Linked DNA regions of Mus musculus: all the other regions are linked to region 3. A link is a contact called in public HiCAR-type and HiChIP or PLAC-seq data. All regions are on one chromosome and are shown on one strand. Each heading gives the region's core, a stretch centred on a gene start, on an enhancer-like site or on the middle of the called end of the contact. The rest is flanking DNA. Distances are from core to core; before and after follow the strand shown. Region 1 overlaps Phc2 (polyhomeotic 2). Region 2 holds the start of Trim62 (tripartite motif-containing 62). Region 3 holds the start of Gjb5 (gap junction protein, beta 5).

The links. HiCAR-type assays count read pairs that join an accessible place to other places. HiChIP or PLAC-seq counts read pairs in DNA pulled down with a chosen protein or histone mark.
Region 1: a contact with region 3 is called in a HiCAR-type map of astrocytes, with 5 times the contacts expected there. The contact joins the enhancer-like site here to the promoter of Gjb5 in region 3. A contact is called at or near these places in 4 of 39 promoter capture datasets (the 3T3-L1 cell line, embryonic stem cells and hippocampal neurons), 17 of 484 Hi-C or Micro-C datasets (the Ba/F3 cell line, the HL-1 cell line, the N1E-115 cell line and 12 more), 14 of 115 datasets of contacts at active chromatin or transcription factors (astrocytes, craniofacial prominence, differentiating embryonic stem cells and 11 more) and 2 of 9 other capture datasets (embryonic stem cells and embryonic trunk).
Region 2: a contact with region 3 is called in an H3K4me3 HiChIP or PLAC-seq map of embryonic forebrain, with 10 times the contacts expected there. The contact joins the promoter of Trim62 here to the promoter of Gjb5 in region 3. A contact is called at or near these places in 10 of 39 promoter capture datasets (the 3T3-L1 cell line, the C10 cell line, cranial neural crest and 6 more), 4 of 115 datasets of contacts at active chromatin or transcription factors (embryonic forebrain, forebrain, large pre-B cells and 1 more) and 1 of 9 other capture datasets (embryonic stem cells).

The regions. Positions count from the first base shown.
Region 1 is chr4:128,714,594-128,718,937 of GRCm38.p6, reverse strand. The region is part of intron 7 of Phc2 (polyhomeotic 2); the gene reads right to left. Gm33712 (a long non-coding RNA gene) reads left to right here. Exons shown (of 3, transcript XR_003955114.1): 3 at 1-362. Among named protein-coding and RNA genes, the nearest start is that of Gm33712, 11 kb to the left of the region's middle. RefSeq lists an enhancer at 1,923-4,344. Within about 2 kb of position 2,912, at least 118 of the 459 cell types and tissues checked have an H3K27ac peak or open chromatin away from gene starts, as enhancers often do. A contact at or near this core is called in the N1E-115 cell line, astrocytes, cortical neurons and 14 more, where this site is marked.
Region 2 is chr4:128,880,621-128,885,391 of GRCm38.p6, reverse strand. It overlaps Trim62 (tripartite motif-containing 62), which reads right to left and starts at 1,348. Exons shown (of 5, transcript NM_178110.3): 1 at 815-1,348. The coding sequence starts at 1,222. Gm33760 (a long non-coding RNA gene) reads right to left here. Exons shown (of 3, transcript XR_003955115.1): 3 at 3,060-3,392.
Region 3 is chr4:127,356,893-127,360,968 of GRCm38.p6, reverse strand. It overlaps Gjb5 (gap junction protein, beta 5), which reads left to right and starts at 2,805. Exons shown (of 2, transcript NM_010291.3): 1 at 2,805-2,943.

The DNA.
Region 1 (4,344 bases), core at 1,663-4,162, 1.4 Mb before region 3:
TTTGTCTTACCCTGCCCTTGGCAGAAGCTGCACTGCAGGGCGGCTCCAGCACGAGTTTTAGAGTCAGATCCAGGATAGAAGTTTGGCTCTGCTAAAAAAATAGCTATGCAACCTTAGATAAATCACCTAACCTTCCTGAATCTTCATTTCCTGTTCTGTTAATGTTGACATATATCATATAGGGTAGGTATTAATATCAAATAGAGTATTATATTTAAACCACACACACACACACCACCACCATTTTTGCTCAATGCTTGGTACACAGAAGGTACAAGTAAATAGTAGCTGTTCTTTTTGTATTTGTTTTTGTTTGTTTGTTTGTTCTTTTGTCTTTCTAGACAAAGTTTCTCTGTGTAGCCCTGGCTTTCCCAGAACTTACTCTGTAGAACAGGCTGGTCTTGAACTCACAGAGATCCGCCTGCCTCTGCCTCCCAAGTGCTGGGATTAAAGGCGTGCATTATCATGTCTGGCTAACAGTAGCTGTTCTTATATACTCTATTGCTTTGAATGTCTCACGTGACTTTTACAACTCGACTTTCACCTTTTCCTAACAGTAAGCCTGCCGGCAGTGTGCTCATCTTACAAGCAAGAACTGAGAGGGGTTCCCAGTGACATCTCCCATCCAGAAGGCTGGGAGTTTTGAGGCTGACAGATGACATATGGAGTCTTGCACATAAAGGTAAGGCTGAGCAAACAACACATCAGCAAGCATGCATGAACACAGCAGGCCCCTGAGTGTCACCATGGCTGCTGAGAACTGTGAAAGTGACCCTGGAGGGACAATGAAAAGGGTAGGTAGCCAAAGATGCATGACTGACAGACAGACAGACAGATAGACAGACTGACTGAGTCTCAGGTCAAGCCAGGCACAGAGGGGTTTGGGTATGAGAAGAGAGCTGAGTGTGTTTGCTCGGCTGTGGCAGTCAGTCAGTGTAAGGAAAGATCAATTGTAAGCATGGCAGTTGATATGTGGCCAGTGTGGCAGGGCCTCAAAGGTCCTTATAGTCAGAGTTAGGCCACAGCCATCATCAGCATGTCACATAGTAGGTCCTCACGTGGTCAGGCAGGAAAGAGAAGACAAAGTGAAGGCATCTGGAGATCAAAAAAGGAGCCAACAGGATATCTACAACAGCACTGAGCTAAGGCTGTGGCGCCCCGCAGACCGGCATTCTCTCAGCTGCCTCTGGGCAAGACGGAAAGCCAGTCCAGAGGAGGAGGGTGCCAGGCCTGGTAGTTGCAGAGGGAAAGATGCGTGAGTCACTCAGGACTGGGGTGTCCCCGGTGCTGTCTGAGGCAGCCCTCCTGTTTGCTCCATGCTACAAAGTCCCATCTTCAAAGTACAGCTTGGATTTCCACAACCTTTCATAGAATTTCAGCTCTTGCCCAGCTCTGTACTCCCATGGTGTGGCGTAGTAGCAGGCACAAAATATGTGTCAAATGAGTATTTCTTGAACTGAACGGAACAGTTGAAGACGTGGAGAAAATGATTGGGAATGGCGGTTGATTTGGAATGCCGGTTCACCGGATGCATCTTCCTTTGTGAGGTGGGAGGAAATGCCTCCGTGAGATCCAACTGTAAGGTATTTTCTCAATTAGTGATCAAGGGGGAAAGGCCCCTTGTGGGTGGGACCATCTCTGGGCTGGTAGTCTCAGTTCTATAAGAGAGCAGGCTGAGCAAGCCAGGGGAAGCAAGCCAGTAAAGAACATCCCTCCATGGCCTCTGCATCAGCTCCTGCTTCCTGACCTGCTTGAGTTCCAGTCCTGACTTCCCTGGTGATGAACAGCAGTATGGAAGTGTAAGCCGAATAAACCCTTTCCTCCCCAACGGCTTCTTGGTCCTGATGTTTGTGCAGGAATAGAAACCCTGACTAAGACAGGGTGAAAGGAGAAATTCACACAACTGGTTTTCTCTTTCTTGGCACAAACACAGGCATGTCCGCACATAATGCAGGCACACGTGTATGCACGCATTCACACCCACCTTCGCCGTGAAGGATCCTGGGTAACCCCCCACCCCACCTCCCGCTGATAATTAATGAGTTCTGAGTTTTCCCTAAGCCTAAGAGTTTCGTAATCTAAATCTGGCCCTACACTGCTGGGATAACTTTCAAGGCTGGCTCTACTGTTTTAACAGGAAAATCGCTGGCAATTTCCACCTGCAGCTGGATAGCAGGCTCACCTGCATGCTTAGCTGTTTACTGCATTTTTTTTTTTCCCTAGTGAAAGTGTGACCCATTAATTTAGCAGCTGCTTTGGGAGGAATATACACAGTACTCAAGAATCCTTGAACCAGAAAGCATCACTCTGCCCAGCCTATCACAGATGGAAATCTCTGCCCCCTGACACAAATCCACTCTGTGATAAAACAGCTACGTGGCAGGCCTGCCCTTCAGAAGATTTCCCCTCGGAGTCAAAACCTGAGGCGGTTGAGGAGACTGAACAAAGGCCTGGCATCTGGAGGTCCATCTGAGTGAAAGGGGCCCAGGAGCTTCAGAGACTCTCCAACCCCCTTTTACAACAACACACTCCTCCTGGTCAGCAACTGTCTCCTCACCATCGGGTTGGGCCTGAGTGTTACCCAGAGCCCAGAGTTTATCACCCAGAATGGTGACTCAAAGGACCAAGCCTCTTAGTTGGAGCTATGGTCAGGTTGCCTTAGGTCTTGGCTGTCCCAGAGGCCGGGCCCACAGGACCCTTCTGCCTGCCCTCTTCTGCCTTCTATGATCCAGTCTCCCTAGCCCTAAGAAGGGCAAGGCCAGACCCCTTGCCTTCCCTTCCAAGGCTCAACATCCTAGGCTCCGCTCTCCTGCCCTGCCTCCCCTCCCCCATCCACACTCTTTCAGGGCATAAGGGACCTTTTCTATTTGCACAGCCTAAAGAAGCTGGTTGCCAAGGTGACAGGAGCAGGAACAGCAGGGAGCTTGCCATGGGGGAGGGGCTTTGCCCCCAAACAGCTGTCAGTGGGAGCAGTCCCAGCTGGGGCAGGAGGGCTTGCCTCTCTGGAGGAAACACCCCCAGGGAAGACACATTCCTCTTTGCTGCCCCTGCCCTCCCCCCGCAAGTCTCAACTGCCCACCTTCCTCCTGGGGCAGCCAGCCAGCTTTAAACAAAAATGCTCCCGTAACAAAACAGACTCTCCTCCAGTATACAGCGCTCTCTCACAAGCACAAGCATGCCTGCTCGGCTCTCCCGCCTTCGCCCCTTCCTCATTGACACACAGTGGGCTGGCTGGGCAGAAGGCCAGCCATCACCTCTGCGCCCGAGGAACTGTGCAGTCTGACAGGTGCTGCTTTGCTCTGTTCCCCCCAACCCCCATCAGGTTGAAAGAATTATTTCGGTCTTTTTTTTTGTTCCACAGGCCCAGAGAGGCCCAGTGGCTCCTAAGCCTCCCCCAGCTGCCTTCCTTTTGGGAGGTGAGAGTCGAGGAGTGGAGAGGCTTATGGAGGGGTGGGGGTTGGAGAGAAAGGAAGAATGGGCCAGACAGTGGGAGGCAGGAACAATGCCAAGCCCACTGATCTGCGTCTCTGGGGAGAGGGTCTTTGTATTCCTTAGCACACAGCTGCTCCACGGAAAGTTCTGTGGGGCCACCAGTCTCATCTGCATCACACCCACACTGTCAGGCTCAGCCCCAGGCTCTCAAGCCTGCTGTGGACCTTTCCGGGGCTCAAGAGCTTAGAGAGGTAGCCATTTGGATCTGCAAATCAACATACAGCCTTAGTTAGAACCCCCAGGTTCTCTGAGCATTGGGCTGGGAAGAGGAGAGGCAAGGAGGCCCCAAGTCACTGTAAGAATTGGGAGTGTCCCTTGGCCTGGTTGAGGGTGCAGAGCTGAGGATATGGGGTGTGGAGTTGGGCCCAGCCCCTCACTGACTACCCGTGATTTTGAGGACTGTATGATGCAAGTTCTTGGGGCGATCTCCCTGGGCCTCAGATTTCCCAACTGCCAAACAGAAAGGGCTCTCTCAGAGACAGAAAAACATGGCATGCACAGGATACAGGCTCTCCAACGAAGGATAGACTGCCTGTGGGTATCTTTCTTCTCTCTGTCCATCTTCTTGGAGATCATAGAGATGCCAGCAGCCTTGGAAGCCACTCAAGACCTGCTTTGCTCTGTTTCAAAATCCTTAGAATTTGGGGCTGGTTTCGATCTAGAGAGAAGCTACACTTTGGTCTGGGCAGGATTGAGATTCCCAAGGTACTGGGCCCTGAGATTGCTCCAGTGATAGAACTTAGAAGTGGAGCTTTGGCCCTCCCTTCAAGGCCTGGGGACCCTTGTGGAAAGGGGTTGGAAAGAGTGCTGGAGCCAGAGGTGATGGAGAACGAACGCCAAGGAAACAGTTTT
Region 2 (4,771 bases), core at 99-2,598, 1.5 Mb before region 3:
TCTTGTCAATGACAACGGAAAGGTTTAGGGGAGACTAGCTGCAGTTAAGGGCTATGTCCAATTGAGTACTCAAAGATTCGGATGTAGAAGACAAGAGGGGTCATCACCAGGCCTTGGGAATTCCTAGAAGCTTGTCTTCCCCTCCTCCAAATCTTGTCTAATTCTCCAAATCTTGAATCTTTAATTCCTGGTTCCACTCTCAATTGGCCCCTACTCTGGTTTAAATTTTAAAAAAAAGGTTCTTGTCATATCTGAACTTGAGGCCGACCTTAGACTCTCACCTCACATACCTTGATCTAATCTTGGCACCCAAACCTGCCCTCTGAACAATTTGCACGTCTTAAGCTTAACTCTCACTTTCATCATCCAACCGAGGCCCAGGCCTCACTCTAGATCTCAATGAACACCTGGAGCAGCAAGCCGCATCCCACAATGCCCCAAACATTCCAGAATTCTGTAGCTGCATTTAGAGTAGCTCACCCCTCCCACACACCCCACTTCGACTCCCAGGTTAGCTTTGATAGTGGTCCTTCCTTTGCCCAAAAGTCCAGAAGGAGCTGCTGTCTCCCATTCTGTCTCAGCCTCAGCCAGCATCTGGTCCAGCTGTAGCTTCCTCTCTCCATCATCCTATCCCACCTCGACCTGTCTCCCATCCAGATCTCTCTCAAGCCCATTTGACACAGTGATGCTCAAGGGACCCGCCCCTGCCCCGCCCCTCACAGGAGCCACGCCCCTTTGGCATTAAGCCGGCCTGTGGCCCTTGCCCCTATTGGAACCCTGACCCCACCTACAGCCCCGCCTGTCCGCCTCGCACCTGCAACTCCTCGAAGGCATCGTCGATGCCAGTGACCTGGTGTTGCTCGTGCAGCGCGGGCTCATCACAGAAGAAGCAGAGCAGTGCGCGGTCCGTGAGGCAGAAGAGCTTGACCTTGTCGTGAGCCTGGCAGGGTCGCGCGGCTCGGCGCGCGTTGAGGATGGCGTCCAGCGGGAAGGCGCTGTAGCGCTCCACGATGTTGGCCAGCTTGAGGCTGGGCGCGAGCGCGGGCTCGGCGAACGTGCGCCGGCACTCCGGGCAGTCGCGGGCGCCCTGAGCCTCCTGCCGCACCCAGTGCTCGGTGATGCAGCGGCGGCAGAAGTAGTGCTCGCAGCCCAGGCTCACCGGGTCCTGGTAGATGCTCAGGCAGATGGAGCACAGCAGCTCGTCCTTGAGGCTGCACGCCATGGCGCCAGGGGCGGCGCGAAGCGGAGCCCGGGAGGCCGGCGGCCGGCGCGGCGCGATTGGGGGCGGTACCCGGGGGCCAGGCCCACGGGGGCACGGGCGACAGGCGCCGGGGAGCGCGGGGGGAGCTGTCTGCGACGCCGGAGGCGCGAGGGCTCGGTGCCGAGTGGGTGCCACCCGGGATGCGAGCACCGGAGCTCGGTTTCGAGGTCCTAGGTGGCCACCAGCGATGGGCGCTGGAGGAGAGAGGCCGAGGGCGTCCCAAGGAAGGGGCTCCAGGCGAGGAGGATCTAGAGGACCAGACACTCCCAAGGGATAGATGCTGCGAGGAGGAGATCCCGAAGAGGGGCGGAATCCCGGGACCCGAAAAGCTTTGAGAGGGGGTCGAGCTGGGGATGGGGAATTCTGCGGGACAGAGCAGCCAGACCCAGCCGCACCGCGGCTTTGCCCGGCAGAGCAGAGGAGGGGTGCCGGCCCACTCAGCTGCCCGACCCTGGCCGCAGATCCCGGCCCCGCGCGGCCCCTTACCCGCACCAGCTCAGCGGCCACCGCTTCGGTCCAGCGCAGCCTCTCAACCCGGAACCAGCCGAGCCGAACTGCCCGGCGCCCAGGCTCCCTCTCCGCCCCCGCGGGCGGGACCCGAGCCGCTCCGCCCCCGCGGCGGGCGGGGGGAGGGGAGGGGCCTCCAGACCCCGCCTCGCTGCCACTGTGCTCCTGACCCCCAGGGACGGGAAAAACAGCTGTTTCTTCTGGGTCTGCACAGCTGTCAGGTTTGTTTAGGGTCCTGGCGGCAGGGGGCGAGAGGACAGCTAATGAAGAAAAAGTGAGAAGATAGCACCTAAGGAACATCTCTCCGGATGATCAATTTGAAGAACTAAGGGCAATAATAACTGAGTATTAAGACAAGACGGTGCTCTGTAGTCTGCATAGAATATATAATGTTTGCATAGATTGTAGTGATAAAATTAGAGACTTGCCCTGTTGGCATGGGCTAAGTTCAAAGTCGCCATTCTCCTAAACCTTTAGGTTCTATTTCCTCTTCCCTTTCTAAGGAGGGCTCTTAGTAGAAGATTGTGGAGAGAACCCTGCCTAACGTCTAGCTCAAAGGTTCTTTCCATTCATCGGATGTTTCTGCATTGCTGTGTGAGCATGTGTGTGAGTGTGTGTGTGTGTGTGTGTGTGTGTGTGTATAAGAAGTTGGAGTAAGAAAAAAAGTATAATGGGAGACCTTGTCATCTCTGCCAGATGGAGGGGAGGAAAGGGATTTCTAAGAAGGTGAAAGAGAGAGACAGACAGACAGAGAGACAGACAGAGACAGGGAGAACAGAAGCATGAGTGGGGGGGGGCACATGGAGACCTGCATGCTGTTCTGTTCTGTTCTGTTCTGTTGAGAGTGGGATAAGGAAGAAGTTTGGGGAAGGTGAAAGGCATGGGCATCTTAGAGAAGAATTTCTTGAAGGTGTTGGGCTTTCGAGCAGAAAAATGGCCTGCCTTGGTTTGGGTTTCTTGGTGTGCAAGATACACACTACATCATCAGTACAGTGAAGGAGGGGGACCCTTTGCATGCATGCAGTGCTAGGCACGGGTGAGCAACTGTGGCAAAGCCGAGGCCTGCAGGAGGAAGGAAAGGCTGGCCCCAGGGAGGTGGTTGCTGTCTCAGGACCTGCAAGAGGTCAGTTTGCACCGTGATTGTCTGTCAGGATAAGACCATCAGGAAAAAAAAAAAGCACCATGACAATTAGTGGTGGATAAAGGGGGTGATGGGGAGGAGGTATTGAGAGTGTGTTGCATAACTTTTCCTGTGGTGACATGAACAAAGGTATATTCATTCCAGACAGGGCATAGTGAACCAGTCGGTTTATTGGGGTTAGTTAAAGGAACATGGGTGACTCAAAGGATCCCACCCCAGCATGGGTGACAAGTCATGAAAGTCACATCCGTAGGATTCCCTGCTCTGCTTGCAGGCAGCTCTGCAGGCCTGACGGTCCCTTCTCCTTAGGGGAGGGGCTCCGTGCATCCTGTAACTGCCTAAGGTTCTTGAGCCTTTGTGATGCCTCCTAGAGTCTTAGGCGCTTTCCTTCTGGAACACTTGTTTCATCCAGAGGACATAACTCTGCATCAGGGTGGCTCCCCAGCACCGGCCTCTTCCACCAGTGTCTTCACCGGGGTTAAACTTCATTGAAGTAGAATTTAAGAAAGAAATGCTTCATTCTGTGAACACGCCCTCCATCACCCTCACCCGGCTCCTGTTTCACAAGAGACAGGCTGGCTGCTCATGTGACAGCTATTCCTTACATCCAGAGCCTGGATTCTGTTTAAGTGACACTCTTTCCAATATGATCATGGGAAGGCAGACCCCACCCAGCTCCAGGAGAGAATTTTGTTTGATCCAAATCATGATGGTTGCATCCCTCTTGTCGGTAATGGATTGGTGGTGTCTAACTTGGAAAAAAAAACCAAAAAAAACAGAGAGAAAGACTAAGGAGAGAGGAGCCTTCTGGAGGCATGCTTTGGCATTAGAGTAGCCATGTTGTGCTTAGTCTGAGCATGCAGCCAGTGCCCGAGGGGAAGAGGAAACTTACTTTGGTTCAGAGCCTGGACTTTTAGATATGTAAGATCTTATTGCTTAAGCAAGTTTCATAGTGGCAGATTGTCATTTGGAAACCTAAAGAACCATGACTGATACATTAACACGTATTCCCCCAATTTTTTTTCAAACAGAGCAGAGTCTAAATTATTGAAGCAACTGGAGAGAAATGAAAAAAAAATGATAATAATAAAAGGCTGGGTGATGTATCAAACAGGCTTTGATGTTCACTGTATATTGACTGATATAGGCAGGTCTTTTACTAGCATCTGAAATACACTACGCAGTTTGCAGACACGCTGGAAGAACAAGAAGACAGTCTTATGCTTGCACAGCGCATTGTTGGATGTGAGTCCCAAAGCAGTCCTCACCAGTTTAGATCATGATCCCAATTTTGCAAAGATGGGTACTAAAGTACTAAAGAACAGAAAACGGAAATAGAGTAGAATCACTAAGCTGTCCATCAAAAACCTTCCTGTGTTGATAGTAAAGAAGCCCCTGAAAGAGTAGCAGCTCTGCTAGAAACTAGGTTCCCCAGCTCCGGCAGAGTGTGGCTTTGCTAACCAAGCTCTTCCCAGTGGACTGTAAGTAGAAACAGGCTTTAAGGCAATGCATTTTTGTTCTTCCATGTGCTGTGTCCCCTTGAGTTGGAACAGAGATATGCCAGGGATTTGGCTTCAATAATAAGGAGCTAACAGAGCAAAGGTGTGGAAGGAACCTGGGCTCCTGAATGACTGTGTGGTGTGGGATTGCCCCGCCCCCCCGCCCCTCCCCCCACATTCACCGACACGGATGTGAATGAATGGTCAGAGCTGAGGCAGAAATCCTGATTACCATGTCAGCCACTTGTTTCTGAGAACCACTTACTAATCTAAGAAGTAACATCAGGATTTTTAGGAGGGGAAGAGGGGGCTCTCCAAGAAATACTGTTGAGTGAAAAAAAAAAAAAAACAACAAAACTATAC
Region 3 (4,076 bases), core at 1,556-4,055:
CAGGTAGAGTGGGCACCAGCCTGGGGAGAATGAAGGGCTAAACATGGCGGTGCACACCGGCAACCCCAGCACCTGGGAGGCCTGGTTTAAACAATGAGAACATGGTTAACAAACGCTAGTGATAGTGAGACCCTGTCCCCCAGAGAAAGAAAAGGAAAGGAGGAGAAGGAAAAGGAAGCGGGAGGGGATAAGGAAATGGCAAATAAGCTACCTGGAAGCATATGCAAAGGCCCTGGGGCTCTAGCATGGGAGTCTGCTTGATGGTCTGGTGGAAGAGAAAGTGAACAAAAGACAGGGTGTCCGAGCATAGAGGTCAAAAGGAAGAGGCCGAACGGGAAGAAGGTGTCAGAAACCAGGGTGTGGAGGTGCTACGGGCCACGTTAGCAAGATGGGCTTTTGTTATAAGAGCATTAGGAAGCCACTTAAGGCCTTCAACATCTTTTTAGTTTTGTTTTGTTTTGTTTTTTTATGTGATCTGCATTTTCCTAGGACTGCTATCTTAGGAAAGAGCCCAGAGAGGGAGAGAGAGGTTGCTAAATGTATGATGCATGTAGGCCATTTGACATGCTCTAACAGGGACCTTAGTGCCCAACGACAGAGCTGATGTTATCAGCGCTCATGAATTTCCAGCCCTTGCTCCCATTCTGAGCAGATGAAACAGGCTCACTGAGCAGCAGCTGCTGTCGTCAGGAGCAGGGGTTACGGGGTCAGCAGTGGAGAACTGGCCAGAGCACCCAGGCATTCCTCAGTGCTTATCAGAGGAGCCCCAGGTAACACAGGCACATCTCCCGAAGGCAGTTCATCTCCCATCCCAGCTGGAAGCCGGAGGCCGGCAGGGGTGACCCAGCAGGAAGACCAGGGCCACCTGAGCCAGGAGTACGTGCTAAAAGTGGTGAAGCCAGAAAATTAGGTCCAGAAAGGGCCTGTGGGGAAGGAGATGATGGGGGCTGTGAGGCAAGACCAGGTGCAAGTCACTAGCCTCACTCTGACTCCTCCTCTCAGCTGCAGATCTCTCCATCTCTCCTGAAAGCACAAACCTCACACTCCCTTTGGCCCACCCCTCCACCTGGAGCCCTGCCTGTCTCCTCTCCTTGTAAGCACCAAGAAATGGGAGCAACAGTGCCTTCTCGACCCACACCCTCCAGTTTCTGTACCCACCCCACGATTGAAATCACCCTGGTGCAAGTCCAAGAGCGTCCTGTGGCGCTCCCCGTTCCTTGCCTTCCCCTTCATAGCCTTCGCCCCGCCCCTCCTGGCCCTGATTCTCTATCCAGCTCCCTCTCCATGGGTGCCTCTCTCTCTACTGGCTCCCTAAAGCACTGTTGCTCCTGAGACCCCTGCCTGGCCCCAGTCCTGTGATGCGGTGTCTCCTGCTGGTGTCTTCCATTGGGCAGGAAGCCTCCTGCTGAACTCCCCAGCACCATGACCCTCTACAGGGGACCTTCCACCTCTTTCCCCACTTGTCCCTCTAGAAAACCCAAAGACCCCTTGCCACCACCCAAACAGAACCCACCAAAAGTACCACAGTTGCTTAGTGTGCCCCCAAATGTAACACGTGCACCCATAAACCACTGCGGGGACTGGTTCCAACCAGCCTTTCCTCTCCATTGGAAGATGGGGGTGGGGGAGGGGGGTTCACACATAGGTTTGGTCACAAATTCCATAGAATTCACAGGCTCATTAGAACATGTGTGTAACACAAAAATCTCCACTCTGGGCGCGATGGTGGCCGTTCATACAGAGCTGCCCAGCGCTTCCAGGGCTGAAGCCAAGAGAGCCACGCCTGCCTTCCTGCAGCTCTCCTTCTATAAACCCTGCACGTGTCTGTCTCATTTTATGTTGTTTGTTTTGTGACTGTCTCTCGTTTAGCCCAGGATGGCCTCAGACTTATTTCATAGAGAAGATGGCCTTGAAATCCTCATCCTCCTGTCTCCCAACTCCAAGCCCTCGAATTACGGGCATGCACCACCACACCCCCTTTCTGCCTCGGTGGGGACCCAACCCAAGGCTTTAAGTTTGCTAGCAGACTCGCTGAGCCACACCCCATCCTTCATTTCCCTGGTTTATTTGTTTGTTTGGTTGGTTGGTTTTGGATTTTGATCATTTTGGTGCTTAAAATGTCCCAGAGCATAGTGCTGAGATACGGTCTAGTCTCCAGAGCCCCAGAAGACTGTGATGTGCCTTAGGAGAGAAGGTGTGTGGCAGATAGGCTTCATCCAGGCATGCGCAACAACTGAGTCTCCGAGCTGAGATTCTCAGCACTCAAAAGGCTGAACCAGGAGCACCCAGAGTTGGAGGCCAACCTGCGCTGTCTCTAAAGAGACAAAAGCAAATGCAGGGACTGGAGAGTAACTGGAGGGTCAGATCAAGGATGTGAGAGCCCCACACAGGGATGAAGGACTTGCGCGCATGCGATGTGTGGGCTTCAGCTGCAGAACAAGGGCGGAGAGGGGCAATGGAGGAGGAGGGAAGAGGGAGGAGGGGAGGGAGGGAGAATGCAGTCATCAGCCCTTAGAAGCCCTCTTCGAAAGAGTTGGCCCGGGAGAATTCGGAAAGAAGAATTTATAGAGGGCAGGGCTAGCGTTTCATCCCCACACAAGGTTGGGGGTGAAAGGTCAAAGTGTAGGGGGTTCTCTTGAGAAGATGCTTGAAGTCTTGCTTTGGAAGGAGGGAAACCCCTAGGGCTTTTTTCTGGAGCTTCAACGGAGGCAGTCTTTGAGAGTCCTGGACCTAGCCAATGGCTAGGCAGCCCACAGCTCCTCCCACACACACACCCCTCCTGGCCAACAGGACACGCCTGGGCTGCTCAACAGCCTCTGCCCCAAGAATGAGCTTTACCAGAAACCCTTCCCTGATTCTGACATGAATTCTGATGCTTGCTGAACCCCAACTGCTGGCTTCCAGGAGCGGGTACTAAGGGAGCCCTAAGGAGTCGCTGCTCAGGTAAAGGACTCAGCACACCTAACCGGACCGAGTTCTCTGGAGGAGGTTGGAGGGTGGTGGCCTGGATGCATGGGCCATCCTGTGTCCTGATGAAGGGAGGCACTCCTTCCTGTATTCTGGGCTCTTCCTCTTCTCCCCAACCCGCAAAGGTGATGGAACTGGGGGCCTGGAGCTGAAGGAAAGGGGCTGAGTAGGGCGGAGCTCCGCTGCAGACAGCCCCAATTCTGGAGCAGCCCGCAGAGCCCTGGGGTTAGGGCTAGGCCTCCCTGGGTGTTCCTAGGACGCTGCCAGCCCCACCCACCTGAGACAGGACTGTACAGAGAAGTCAGTGACTCAAAGCCAGGCCACCACGTGGCCAAGTGGGGAGTGATATAGCCAGATGGGGTGAGGAATAGAGACACCCCTAGACGCTCTCACCCAAATTCCATCAGAAAGAAAAGGGAGACGCATGGGAGAGCAGGCCATTCACGAAAACTTGAGGAAAGGGCGCCAACTCAAAACTGGACAGTTTGCAGAGTGGACTCTGGAGCCAGCCAGCCTGAGTCTGAGTCCCGACTCTGTTACTTACTAGCTCTCTGGCTGCTAAATACCATACCCCATGCTATAAGGGGATAATACTGGTTTTCGGAAAATGCCTCTTACTGCACGATGGGAGTTGACCCTGCTTTGCAGCTGACCCTGCTGAGGTCAGATCGACTGTGACTTTCCACACAAGCCAGCACATTGAAGTGTGCGGCAGGGTGCGCATCGGGGTGCACAATGCCTTGGTCCCAGTATGCCTCCATCATTCCTCCAGGAATTGGTTAGAGAGGGCTTCCTACTGGGAGAAGCAGGGACTCTTTTGCACAAATGAAACTGAGTTAGTCACTCACACCAAGTTCACCAGCAGAACCCACCAGAAAGGCATGTGTCACACTGGTGTTTGACAAAGCTGTCCAACAAAAGATGATCAAAGCTAGGTGCAGATGAAAGGGGGCTCTGTGGTCAGAGGCACTCTGGTAATGCTGCCTCTTTGCATCCTGCTTTGAGGGAGTCACAAAGTGAATTCATTTATTAGCATGGGTGAGAAACGTGACCTGCTTAATTTTGATGAACGCAGCTACTTGCCAGGTTGCCTTGAACACAGAATTATT